3 separate regions of the Zea mays genome follow, and all the other regions are linked to region 2. Evidence: chromatin contacts called from public Hi-C data. All regions are on one chromosome and are shown on one strand. Each heading gives the region's core, a stretch centred on a gene start, on an enhancer-like site or on the middle of the called end of the contact. The rest is flanking DNA. Distances are from core to core; before and after follow the strand shown.

Region 1 (4,519 bases), core at 493-2,992, 290 kb before region 2:
CCCAGCCCTGGCTGTGGTCATTCTCATATGAGCTACGGTGCCGCTGTGTATGGGTAGGACATGGGTCCAATGGTTTTCTTGACTTGCATAAGGACTTCTTAATGCAATACATGGGGCTGTTTTACCCGCGCAGGTCAAGTTTTTTTATTGGTCCCAAGATAAAATGTGTAGCTTGTGTTTCAAGATTCAATGGTCTGATGAAAGTTCATTGTGGATATTATGGTGCAACCAGTTAATCAGCACTCCACCTAATCTCTAAGCATCTATGTCTAGCAAAAATAGTTTAGAAATAATTCAAATACCTACCATGGAATCATCAACAGCTCCAATGGTCTGATGAAAGTTCATTGTGGATATTATGGTGCAACCAGTTAATCAGCACTACACCTAATCTCTAAGCATCTATGTATAGCAAAAATAGTTTAGAAATAATTCAAATACCTACCATGGAATCATCAACAGCTCGCTGGTCTATCCCAGGTAAATCAATCAGCTTTAATGAGGGAGCTGAACAAAAGGCAAGAAAAATACGGTGAGGATTTCATAAAGCAGCACAGCAAATAAAAGCAAACTAACAAAGCATATTTAGTACAGAAATTATGTGTGGGTTCACCAATGTTAGAACATATAAACATGTACCCGTAAATGATTATACTGCTCTACAGGCAACTTGCCAACACAGAGCGTGCAAAACTCACAAGCATACATATCCCAGCTGTTATTTCATCATCGTTCAATTTACGCATATCATTTTTCAACACCTTACACCATCACCAAAAGTATGAGCATATACTCAACACCTTGTTCTGTACGATGCTGGTGAAACGGAAAGAAAAACAGCTGCATAGTTGCTTAAATGGTTATACTACTCGCAGCACAAACAAACCTGTACTGGTCCGCAGTTTGAGGTAAATCTCATCAACACGGCCCCTCCCTGATCCACCAGATGCTCCCCTGCTGAGTCTGTCCTGCAGTGAATGCCGGAGAGCACCTGCAGCACAGCAGAACGAACCAGGAAATTTCAAGGTCAAGATCAGGCTCAGTCCCAAGCTTCCAGAACTCGCTAATAGATGCATGAAGCACGGCCACGAGATCCAACTTACTTGCGGAAACCTGCTGCGACTTGCTGTCGATCTGCAGCACGATGGACTTGCTGCTGAGCCCCGGCTCCCTCTGCAGGTCAACCACTATCGGCGCCCGCGTCGCCCCGTTCTCCCCCGTCGGCTGCACCGCACACCAATACCATCCAAATCCAGTAAAAAACACAGCACGACAAGGGAAAAGGGACGAAAGGGAACTAAGCTGCTCGGCTAGGAGGTAGGAGCTCACCAAGACCGGGTGGCCGATGAGGCTGTTCAGCACGGCCGACTTGCCAGCGCCCTACATGAACAAACGGATCGGAAAAGATCAGATCGGGTCACACGAGCAGTAGTGCGGCACGCTAGCAGCAGGAGCAGATCGCGAGGGGTCTAGTGTGCTGAGAACGGCGGAGGACCGATACTCACGACGTTGCCGAGGGCGACGGCGTTGAGGAAGGTGGTGGGGCGACGCGGCGCGGCGTCGTCGGAGGGGTCGTCGTCGGCGAGGAGTGACGCCGCCTGGCGCATCGACTCGGCGAGCTCCGATAGCTCCTCCATGGCCTCCATGGTCAGTGGTCTCCCCGACGGCGGATCTCGACTGGAGGAGGCAACTGGCGGCGAAGGAGGAGACCCAGACCTGAGCTCTGACGCGGATTTGAAATCTACACGGGGATGGGATGGGAGAGACGTGGGGGGTGATGGATTTGGGCGACACACGAGAGGGACAGACTCACATACAGCGGAGAAGGTGGGACTGGAGGAGGCGAGGAGCACATCAACGGACTCGTTTGCTTGCTTGGCTGCGAAGGTGCACATTTATTTTATTTTTTTGCAATAATTACCATTGTAACTTTAGATTATTGGATCCATATGTCATTGACTCATGTGAATCTTACATGTAAGTGAGATAGCAATAATATATTAATATATGTCTAAAGTTGTAATCTTCTAATGGTATAGATCCAAATTTTCTTTTTTAGACAATTTACTACTAAAAAATATCAGGTTATTTTCTTGATCTTTAAATTATATTTTTTTCTACATAACATTAAATATAAATTTAGTTCTACTACCATTAGTTCTAATATCCAACGGGATAATTTTTATATAAGGGCTAGTTTTGAGAACCCTATTTTCAGAAGGGATTTTCTTTTTTCCAAGAAAAAATTAGTTCATTTTCCCTTGGAAAAATAGAGTTTCCAAACTAGCCCTAAAAATATGATTTTACCTTTATTGAAGATAGATATAATTTGTTGTTAAGTGTAATATATTTCTATGATAATCTAAAGTGCACTATTTTAATATAAACACTTAAATTTGTATTAAAGTTGTAATAAAAATAACGTTGTTATTTTTTTTGAAATATTGTGATCATTCAACTTTAAATCTCTACATTTATAATTTTTTAAATAGTTTGTAGTACATTGTTTTAATATAAATAATGATAGTAATTTTTATTACAAAATTTAATACAAAATAAGTATTTATTAAAATAGTTTACTACAAATTATTATTGAAATATATTACAACAAATTATATGGGCCACCTTTAATAAGGATAAAATCATCTTTTTACATGAAACTTAACACAACTAGAGACAAGACTAATGGTTCGGTAGCCTAGAGCGGTTAATAGACTATACCTAAAATTTTCACCAAAAACTTCAAAATAAAGTCAAATTACCAATTAGACTGTTGTTAGCCGGTTCAACCGCTACCAGGGGCACTTGAACCACTATGAACCAGTTCAACTGCGAGAGTAGATCTAAATCAAGAACAACGCGGATAATAATAAGAGTTTCTTTTAGACACGAGTTCTAGGGACAATCTAGATGAAAATGTTATGGAAGTGAAGCAACTCTACAAAATCCACACGCGCGAAGAATCACACAACTCCTTGCTTGTTAAAGATAAATCACAAAGATGAACACAACAAGAACACAAGATTTATCCCGAGATTCGGCCACACCGCAAATGTGTCCTACTCCCCGTTGAGGAGCCCACGAGGAGCCAGGTCCTTTCTAACCCTAATCCTCCCTTAGCCGACCATGAAGGTCAAGACAGTTCCTTTCTCAAATTAGCTCAAAAAGCAGGTGATACAAACTTCTTAGGGTCGTCCACAAATTCGGAGACTCCTAAACAACCTCACTCATCAAGGAACACTAGGTTCCAAGAGTAACACATTCGCACGAGTTGATGTTTGCAACAAGCTCAAATAAGGGAGAAAAGAGAAGGATAATGGAAACCAAATCGTGGATTCAAGGAACTCAAACCTCACACCAAAATGCTCCTTCAATCAATCGAAGAGCGCGAGATTTGGGGTGTGAGAGAGAATTGGAGCTCTTGTTTGAAGTTTGGTGGGGAGTAAATGTGTTGAGCAGCCAAAGTAAATGAGGGGAGAGAGAGGATAGGATATATATAGGTGGCTCTCTCAAGAGGGTGACTATTGAACTTTCTGCGCAAAATATGGTTGAATGGCACTCCAAAGTTGGTAGAACTGGTTTCAACCGGTTTTGAGCAGAGAGCTTGAAAGGGAAATGTGCCTACCATCCATTTCTACTTGTTTTGGTGATTAAGTGTTCAACACATCATCATGGACTAACTTGTGTAGTATGAGTACGAGCACAAGTCTACTACAATGCAATTTGAAGACATTAAGTCCAAAAGAGCTTAAATGGAGGCCTAAAATGCAACTTGAAGAGAAATGGTAAATTTGTGAGGTTTACACGCTTAAACATGTTGCATATGTTCATTGCAATGTTTCTAGCACTTTTATTTGGTCTCTAACTCTTTTTGTAGAGAAAAGTGCATTTTGGACCTAGCGTAAGCAAAATAGGGAACTAAATCGAATATTTTTGAAAGAGGTAAGTTTTTCTAACTTAGTCCATTGGATTAAGTACTAATAATTTGTGCCTAAGTTGTAGGGAAGCTTCTAAGAAGAGACGAAAAGATTGGAGAACTTAGGCTCAAAAGAGCCTAAGTTGTGTTGGTCTAGGTCTCACCAGATCGGTCCAATGGAGCACCGGACCATGTTCGTGAGGGCCTAGACATAGTCGTTGGACAGCCTGGCACACCGGACCAGGTCCATGTGCACCGGACTGGCTGTACGGCCGAACTCAGTGTTCTCAGGAATTTATTATAAATTTTGCCACACCATGAATAGTGTCGGTCTGGTGGCGCACCGAACCACCTGCCAACGACTAGCTGATGTGGCACCCGGTTCGGTGGTGCAATGGACCGGTCTGGTGCCCGCTAGAACAGGAAACCACCAATCAGGATCCCAGACTCGGGACATGTGGACCTAGTCCGGTGGTGCACCGGGCGATCCGGTGCCCTCGCAGAAAGCTGAATTTTGGCAAGTTTTTCTAAGGAAGGAGCAACGACTATGAGGCCTTTGGAGGCTATAAAAGGACCCCTATGGCGACCTCCTTCAGCACCAAA
Region 2 (4,818 bases), core at 551-3,050:
ATCCAGGAATGCGTCAAAGGCCTGGCACCTGCCTCCTCTCCGTGCCAAAGGAGACGTGGACCCGTTGTTCCTTCCGGTACGACGAAGTCAACCACCTTCGACCCAGTTAGGGCTTCAGGTGGTATTCGAAGAATGACCTCTTCGTAGGTGAGCACACCTTATTGTCCTCGTCGTTAGGGCGAGGGGGCGGAGCCCATGGTCTCCGAGGTCCATCTCTGCGCCCTCTCTTCTTCCCTGTTTGATTGGCCCTACGCCTGATACTTTGGTAGTAAATTAATATACAAGGGGAAAATGATCGAGGGGGTGTTTTGCCTTCGCTCTAACACTGCAATTGCATCAATATCTGCTTGCGCATACACACAAATAGAATTTATGTCCATGCTCGTGCCCATCGGGGTTTCAGATGGTTTTTGGATATCCGTCGGATATGATAGACATAATCATTTTCAACAATTCAATAACATAATTAATTAAATTTCTTCCTAAATCACCATCATACACAATTAAAAACCTAATAAAAGAATTATTATGGACATTCGGGGTACAACCAAGGGCACTGGAGCTTGGAAGGGACAACTGCCAGCGGTGCTGCGGTCTATGGGACTTGATAGGAGCCACGAGGCACAACGCACGAAGCCAACAATGCTAAAAGGGCGGCCAACAATGGGGAATTGAGAGCGTTAGGCATTGGGTTCATGAGGTTAGGGTCTACTCTTTATTGTGTAATATGAGTTAGCCAAAAAAACTATGGATCGATTGCGAATATCCAATGATCGGATAACCACAAGTGGGAGGTAATATCCTAATCCATACCTGCCCGACTTCGGATTGGATATGGGTCTGACCCATAGGTTAAAAATTGTATCCATGTCTAACTCCATCCGAATCCACTGATCAAGTTACCGTTCCTAGCTATAATGTGGCACCAAAACCCAGTAGCCATCTCGCAGCGCCAACTTAACGCCACACTGACGAACATGACACCCATATGTCAGTGAAGGGTTGAAGCACACCGTTCGTAATTCGGCTTCGTTCTGACTAAACTTACTCATCATAGGGCAAATGAGGTAAAAATCCTACTTTAGTCTCTCTTAGGCATCCATTGTTGACTAAAGAACTAAAGTTTAGGGGCTGTTTGGTTTGCTGCCTAACTTGCCACTGTTTGCCACGACTAAGGTTAGCCAAGTTTGACCAAGTTAGACATGTGTTTGGTTTGAAGCCACGGTTGTGGCAAGATTTTTCTCCTGCTATGTAGGTCCCACTTGTCAATGACGGGTAAAAGTGTGGCAAACTGTGGCGTAGAATTTGAGCGTCTAACCTTAGCCACCTTAGGCAAGTGCGGCATAAAATTATGTGGCAATGTTTTAGCACCATAGGTATAGAACCAAACAACCCCTTAGTCATCCACACGAGATTTGCCTTTTAGGGACTAAAAACGACTAAAGTTTTAGTCACAAAACTTTAGTGACCTAAGGGTGTGTTTAGTTTGACTTTTGGTTTAGGCTGTTACCCCATAAAAACCAAAAGCCAAACCAAAGGGATGGATGCAGGAAGCAGTTTTTTCTAAAAACCGGCTTTCTCGTAGTGCAAAACTGAAAGCACCCCTGGACCTGCTTTTAGTGGCTTTCAGATGGAACCGTGAAAACATATATCGAAGAACTTTTAACAACTTTAGTGGTTTCCATCAAACGATTTTTAGTTTTTTAATAGCTCACAACCTACAACAGCTTTTTACATAGCTCACAGCCTACAACAGCTTTTTTCATAGCCACAACCAAATCAAACAAAGCCTAGATTTTTAATAGCTTACAACACACAACAACTTTTATATAGCTTATAGTCTACAACAGTTTTTTTCACAACCACAGCCAAACCAAACAGAACCTAAACCAAACTGGACCTAGTACATAGCTCTTCCACTCACGAATCCCGACTCTCCAATCCCACCCGAATATTGCTGGGCTGGGCCGGGCCGGGCCGGGCACGGGAGGAAAGGCGCATCGCGCACCCACAGACCCACTCGAGACGACAGACGATCCCGCGCGAGGTCAGTCAGGCCACTCCATCCCGACCCCGAAACCGGCGGCGATGCATTTCTTCTCCGGCAGTGGCGGGGCCCGCTCCGGCGCGCTACTCCCCACCACCTCCAAGCCGAAGGCGCACCACCACCTCCGTTCCAAGTCCTCCCTCTCCGTGCCCGCCTTCTCCCGCCGCCGCGGGGGGCTCTACTCCGCGTCCTCCCCCTACTCCCGGCGCGCCCTCTGCCTCGCGGCGACGGCCTTCGCGGCGCTCTTCATCCTAGCCTTCATCCGTCTCGGTTTCCCCTCATCCCGCTCCGCTGCGCTGTCTTCCCCCACCCGTCGCCGCGCGCGCCTCACCCGCAGCCCCGCCTTTCGCCACCGGGACTCGGCCGCGGCAGCCGCCGTATCGGCTCGGATAGGACGCGAGGCGCCCGTGGATATCACGACGAGAGACCTCTACGACGGGATCGAGTTCAGCGACGTTGACGGTGGTGCGTGGAAGCAGGGGTGGGAGGTCAAGTACAGGGGCGACGAGTGGGACACCGAGAAGCTCAAGGTCTTCGTCGCGCCTCACTCGCACAACGACCCCGGCTGGATCCGCACCGTGGAGGAGTACTACCAGCGCCAGTCGCGCCACATTCTTGATACCATCGTCGAGTCCCTCTCCAAGGTCCTTGTGTTCTCGCCACTCGAGATTTGCTTTTGGGTTTTGGCTCTTGGTGCTCTTCTCCTTTTGACGATTGTCAGGACTCAGGATTCTGCTGTGGTATAGGATTCGCGAAGGAAATTCATATGGGAGGAGATGTCATACCTGGAGAGGTGGTGGCGCGACGCGACGCCCAAGATGCGAGAGGCATTCGCTAAGCTTGTCCGTGACGGGCAGCTCGAAATTGTGAGCGGTGGATGGGTCATGAACGATGAGGTGAGAGGGATGCAAAATTTTGTGGTTTAGATGGGGTTTAAGGAGTAAACCGTAGCTTCTGTCTCCTTGCTTTTGTTTTCCATTGTCATCCCAATATGCTATGCGTCCATCATCTGTCTAGGCCATGAACGAAATGAATTTCATTTCACGTTTTATTACCTGGCTGTCTAGTCGATTACAAATGAATTCCGCCGTGCTTGTAGGACTGATACCGAATTTCATTGTTTCTCCTTGCCCACATTGTGATCTCAAATCTTAGGGAGGTATGCACTTGATGCTTTTGATATGAATTGGTTGTAACTTATTTTGGTCTTATATCTCGTTGGTTTGTGTACTTGTAGTTTCTGTGCTTAGGAGTCGATTCAGGCCTAGTGTCAGGTGTGACTCTTGTGCTACATGGTCACTTCAAGCTTAGAGAATCTACAGATTCTGTGGGCAATTGAGCATTTACATGTTTTAAATAGCGGGCGATAAAATTTACCGGAGAGGCCTGCTCAGCTGCTATAGCCCACTATTTAGTACAATGGTATTGTAGCGACAACTGTTGTGAGCTGGTATAGCGCCACGATAGCCTACATGAACTATCGTGCCCGGATTTGTTTCTCTGGAATTTGCATATATTAGTACACATGTTAAAGAGATTCAACAGTCAGGGTTATGACTAAATGATCACACACAGCACCGGCATGTTTATTTTTTATTTCCTTTAGCATGTTGCTTCTGCTATGAGCTTGTTATTATTAAGCCATTCATTGTTCAACAGATATTGTGCTCTTTTATTCTATATCAATGAAACTAGCGTGTTTTATAACACTGTACTCTTTCTGTTGGTTTAATCTTTTCTAGCAAAGTATTTCATCATATTCATATTTCTCTTTAAAAGGAAGCTACATTGAATTCCCTTTGTTTCTCAATGCAGGCAAACTCCCACTACTTTGCCATCATAGAACAGGCAAGTACACGCCAAAATGACTATTTATACCCATTGTTTTCAAGTTGGACTACTTGCTGCACGTTCTAGCTGACCGACTTGGACGATTAATCGCGATTGGTCCAAATCGACTTGGACGACTAATCGCGATTAGTCGGACGACTTGAAAACAGTGTTCATACCTTTCCTCATTGGTAAATGTTGTGTCATGATTGTCTGTACTCTGTAATTGATGCGTAAACAAAGTGCATTCTTTATCTCTTTCTTATTTGGCATGCACCATGCTGAAAAACACATGGATCTTTACATATCAAAGAAAAAGGCGCTAAGAGGATGCCATATAGACTTGGTTTGATGCTATTTACTATTATTATATATTTTCTCATGTTTTTAAAAAAACTCGACCTGTGGGGGTAAGACAACCCTGGGCATTACATTAAGCAGACCTTCTCATGCATGTCAAGAAAACCATTAAACCTTGTCCCACTCATACACAACGGCATCGTAGCCCATGTGAGAACGAATGCGACCGGGGCCGAATCTTAGATCTGTGCTTTGGCGTGAGACAGACGAGGGGATTTTTTAACCCCAACCTGAAATTTGCTCCCAATGAGGGATAGTTTGGGAGCCAAAAAACCTGAGGAGATCAAAGGGGCTAAAATCCCCTTCCTATTCAAAATTGAATAAGAAGGGAATTTTAGCCCTCTCCTATCCCCCCCCCCAGATTTGTGCTTCCCAAACTAGCCCTAAAAGTCGAACTCAGGACCTGAGTGTTACTTAGACCACCGAACCAACTTAGTTAGAGGTCCTTTCGCTTTCTCATGTTTTAAAGTTTAGAAAACTTAAAGCTGGGCTTAAGTTTTCTCCATTACTTCTCAAGCATGAGCAAGACACCACCACACTCAGACCACCAAACCAACTAAGCTAGAGGTCCTATCGCTTTC
Region 3 (4,882 bases), core at 1,807-4,306, 380 kb before region 2:
GAACTCTATCAGATTCACATGGACTGAACTCTATCAGATTCACTGAAAATGACCAGAATTGAATACAACTGAATTCAACTACTAGCTGAATTCTGAATACAACTGAATTCATAGTTTACACAACACATAGTTCAAATTCTGAATACAACTGAATTCATAGTTTACAGAACACATAGTTCAAATAACACATAGTTCAAACAACATATGTGAAATTTTACATATCAGGTACCCATGCCTTCCCTTTTTTGGTGTGAGCTTATTTTTAAGCATTCTAGGACCAACGCCATGGCATGATGGAGTAGATGGAAGACTTGGTGCTAAACTGGATGGTCCTAGTAATAAAAGAGGTCTTCCATCTGTTCCTGGTCCACCTTCTCCACTTGGCACTGCACCTTGTGTTTTTAAAATAGTGGACCCTCCACCTTCTCCACTTGGCGCTGCACCTTGTGTTTCTAAAACAGTGGATGGTCCACCTTCTCCACTTGGCGCACTTGAAGATTGGATTCCACTAACAGACACAAGTACAAGGCTAGTACAAAATATAATTTTAATTAGTCATTATATGACGACATTTGAAGCAATAGAGTTATAAGTGAAATGTACCTATCATATGTAGACTTCGGAGACTGAATGTCGGTCTGTGAAGGTCCATTTGCACCAGCATATTTGCGACTCCTCTATTTCCTATTTCTTTTTTTGGTACCGTTTAGTGGGCACTTATAACTTGTTTGTCTGTGACCAAGCTCTCCACATTTTTTGCATCGTACATGGCCTCTTTTCATTTGCCTACCACCTTCTTTATTGGTTGTCTTAGGTTTACTCCCACCTTCCAGACAACCTTTCATTCGTAATTTCGAAGGACCATAATAAGCTCTCTAATCTTGTCTACTAGTTGAACTACTGGCAGGTCTTTGTGGTCTTTGACCCAGTTGTTGAAACGCTCTGCTAAATTGTTGTTGATGTAGTCGCATTTGATATCTGGATCAAAAGTACTCCTCATCCACTTGAACTTGTGATCTCTATTTAGCCAGGTAATGACTTAAGGGCCAGAATGCAAAATGGGCCCAATATGTCTATCAAATTCAGCTTGTCTATATGCTCTTGCAGTAGGATACATTCCTCTGTAACTATTTCCATGGAATCTTTTGATGAAATTTTGCATCATATGTCTGAAACATTCTCTCTTATCATCTTGTGGGAAAACTAGTTCCACAACAGTCATCAAACCCTTGCCGGCATCAGTACAAATAGCTAGTTTCTCCATATTCCCTATGGCCCTTCGAAGTTGTGTCATAAACCAAACCCAATTATCCTTGCTCTCAGAATCCATGAACCCAAACGCAATCTGGTACATCCAATTGTGTCCATCTAACATTGTTGCAGCTGCTAGGTGACCATTCCATCTACCATTGAGTGCAGTTGAATCCACACTTAGGTAAGGCCTACACGCAGCACGAAACCCTTCTGTACAAGGCTCAAGTGCACAGAAAAATCTATGGAAGTACACATTTTCATCTACAACTTGGGTGTCTATATCCACCACACTATTAGGGGCTTTTATCAAAATTTCTTCCTTCCACCTATACAACATACTAAAATTATCATCCCAATTGCCATACATCTCTTTTAAAGCTTCCTGCATTCCTTTCCAAGTCACATCATAACTGACCTACAGTTGTAAGTGTCTTGTAACCTCTTTTGCAAAGCCTTAGCACCAAGCGAAGGCTCATTTCTTAGTAAAGGCAAAGCCTTTTGAGCTACCCAAGCTTGATTGGCATTCCCATAACTTATCCGGCTGCTAGAAGCACATTTATGCTCATTCACTAAGACGATGACCTTCAAAACAAAATAATGATGTAAGTAACACCAACTTATGTGAACTAAATTATACAATTGAAGAGAAGCAGAAGAAAAGGTTAGTACCATAACACTAGAATCCGGTCTTGTAGAACCATTCAGTTTCCAAGGGCATGTGCAATCATTCCCTTTGCAGTACACTCTATATCTATTTCTATCCGACTTTGTTATTCCAAGCTCAAACTCCTCATTTATAGCATATTGCCTCACAGCTAGTCTAAACTCTTTCATCGATGGATATAGAGTACCCAACTTCAGATCAGGGTGATCAACATCGTGCAATATATTGACCATTTCTGCATTTTCATCATCAACTGGCATAGCAACATCTAGATCACTTGGATCAAAACTGTTACTTTCTGATGTAAAATGATATGCAAAGTTACTTGGTTTCGGGTGGGTTCGATTCATCTCCTCTTCCTCATCTCCAAGTCCCAAGAACGCATACATCTCATCCTCATCACAGATTCTAAACATATCACCATGATCCCCATTATCCTTATTTTCAGCATTCTCAATAATAAAGCTACTCCAGTCAATAGACATGGTGTCATCATCATTACCATCCATGATGCGAGCACGCAATTGTCACCACCTATTTCTAGTGTTAGCACAAATTATTACACATAATGATGAAAACAAATGTTGCAAAATAAGGTGCTGCCACAAGAGCTGCGACAGAGGGGAGGGGATAGGTTACCTGCAGAAGCAAGTGGCGCGACAGGATCCTATCACAGGCTTCGACGACCCCCTATTTCCACTAGCTCGACGCCGACTCACATCCGACTGTGTAGGAAGAGAAAAGGTTACAGAGTGTAGGGAAAGAGCAGGGGAAAGAATACAGAGGGAAATGGGAAGATCACCTGAAAAGAGGAGAAGGTCGTCGTCAACGTCGCCGATGTGCCGCAGCGAAGAAAGGGTTCGCCATTGAGTGCGGCCGCGTCGTCCAGAGAAGGAGGTAGAGAAGAGAAGAAAGGCTGCGTGCGACGAAGAAGACGGGAGGAGACGGTGTTGCGTTCAGGCGTAAGGGCAAAATCGGCACATAAAGACGCGGGCCCACCTGCAGAAACGCCAAAAGCCCCGCTAACCTGTTTTGAAGAGCAACGATGTTTGAGTGATCTGTTTTGACGACCCGGCCACGAAACGGTGTATTTCGCAGAGCGGCAACTTAAAGTGACCTGTTTTGCCAAATTCCTCACGGCCGGCTGTATCGGCGGTCTGCCTAGCACTGCCTTCTTGATTTGTCCTCACTGAGCCGCTGCCGTCCACCACCATGTCGTCGACCCGGCGTCTCGTGCCGTCTGCTGTCCACAAGCTCCGATCCCGCCGCCGCCTCTCCTCCACCTCCTCTCCCACCCCCAACAGCCCAAATGCCGCAGCCATCCTCGCCATCCTCCTCCATGGGCACACCCCCTCCGCCGCCACGCTGTCCCTCCTCCGCTTGTCGCCCGGCCTCGCCTCCGAGCTATACGCCCTCATCGCTGAGCCATCCCACGCTTTCACGCCTGCTTCCCTCGCTTCCCTCCACTCCCTCGCGGCCCGCCACCGCATCCCGCCTCCCTCTGCATTGCTCCTTTCCAAGCTCGTCAGGCGCTTCTCCTCCCCAGCCGAAGCTGCAGGATTCTTGCGCGACTCCCTCGCATCGGGCGCGCCGGCGCCGGACATTTCCATCTTCAACAGCCTCCTTACCGCGCTTGGCCGCGCTGGCAACCTGCGCGGCATGACGGAGCTGTTCACGTCCATGCGAGATGCCTCCGTCAAGCCCGATGTAGTCACATATGGGATACTTCTCAACGGGCTTTGCAAGTCAGGCCACGTTGGGGACGCGCTCAAGGTGCTCGACCGAATGTCCAGCCCAGGCTCTGACGTCTGCCCGGATATTGCCATATTGAACACCGTAGTGGATGGGCTGTGCAAGATTGGGAGGCTGCAGCAGGCCATTATATTCGTGGATGAGCGGATGAGGCACGTGCATGGGTGTGCGCCCAACGCAGTTACGTATAACTGCTTGGCTGATGCGTTTTGCCGAGTGGGGGATATTGGCATGGCTTGCAAAATTGTGGCGAGAATGGAGAAAGAGGGTGTGGCACCTAATGTTATCACGATGAACACAATTATTGGTGGCTTATGCCGAGTTGGGAGGGTTGGTGCTGCACTGGAGTTCTTCCGTGAGAAGAGAACAGTTTGGCCGGAGGCCAGGGGAAATGCTGTGACCTATAGCACTTTGGCTAGTGCTTTCCTCCACTGCAACAATGTGGACATGGCAATGGAATTGTTCCATGAGATGGCGGACCATGGGCATCGACCGGACGCAGTCATGTATTTCACCATGATATCTGGATTGACACAAGCAGGGCGGTTGCTGGATGCTTGCACCACTGCGGCATCGATGAAGAAGGCAGGATTTAAGTTAGACGCAAAGGCATACAACATTCTGATTGGTGGATTTTGCCGGAAGAAAAAGTTGCATGAGGCCTATGAGTTGCTTGAGGAGATGAAAGGAGTTGGTCTTCAGCCAGATGTGTACACCTACAATACCCTGTTGTCTGGTTTGTGCAAAGCAGGAGATTTCTCAGCTGTGGATGAATTATTGGGGCATATGATTGATGATGGCTGCCAGCCTTCTGTGGTCACTTTCGGCACACTTGTACATGGATATTGCAAAGCTGGTAAAACAGATGAAGCATTGAGAATTTTCAGGTCCATGGATGAGGCCAGGATACAACCCAACACTGTAATATACAATACGCTAATTGACTTCCTCTGCAAGAGCAGAGAAGTTGATGTAGCTATCAAGCTGTTTGATGAAATGAGGGAAAAGAATGTGCCTGCAAATGTGACAACCTACAATGCATTGTTGAAAGGTCTCCAGGATAAGAAAATGGCAGAAAAGGCCTTTGAACTTATGGACCGGATGAGAGAAGAGAGGTGCACTCCTAATTATGTGACTGTGGATGTTCTTATGGAATGGCTGCCTGAAATTGGTGAAACAGAGAGATTAAAATGTTTCATGCAACAAAGGGAT

The links. A called contact is a pair of places that touch in the nucleus more often than the background predicts.
Region 1: a Hi-C map of leaf shows a contact between it and region 2, with 2.8 times the contacts expected there. The contact joins the promoter of LOC100286124 here to the promoter of LOC103629954 in region 2.
Region 3: a contact with region 2 is called in a Hi-C map of ear, with 1.8 times the contacts expected there. The contact joins the promoter of LOC109940202 here to the promoter of LOC103629954 in region 2. A contact is called at or near these places in 2 of 25 Hi-C or Micro-C datasets (ear and tassel).

What each region holds. Positions count from the first base shown.
Region 1 is chr6:126,138,073-126,142,591 of Zm-B73-REFERENCE-NAM-5.0, reverse strand. LOC100286124 (dynamin-2A) reads right to left here and starts at 1,742. Exons shown (of 22, transcript NM_001159012.2): 1 at 1,506-1,742; 2 at 1,330-1,380; 3 at 1,104-1,224; 4 at 887-991; 5 at 446-507. The coding sequence starts at 1,646.
Region 2 is chr6:125,845,872-125,850,689 of Zm-B73-REFERENCE-NAM-5.0, reverse strand. LOC103629954 (alpha-mannosidase 2) reads left to right here and starts at 1,800. Exons shown (of 4, transcript XM_008651052.3): 1 at 1,800-2,691; 2 at 2,794-2,943; 3 at 3,863-3,895. The coding sequence starts at 2,089.
Region 3 is chr6:126,231,415-126,236,296 of Zm-B73-REFERENCE-NAM-5.0, reverse strand. LOC109940202 (pentatricopeptide repeat-containing protein At3g61520, mitochondrial) reads left to right here and starts at 3,056. Exons shown (of 4, transcript XM_035960145.1): 1 at 3,056-4,882. The coding sequence starts at 3,131.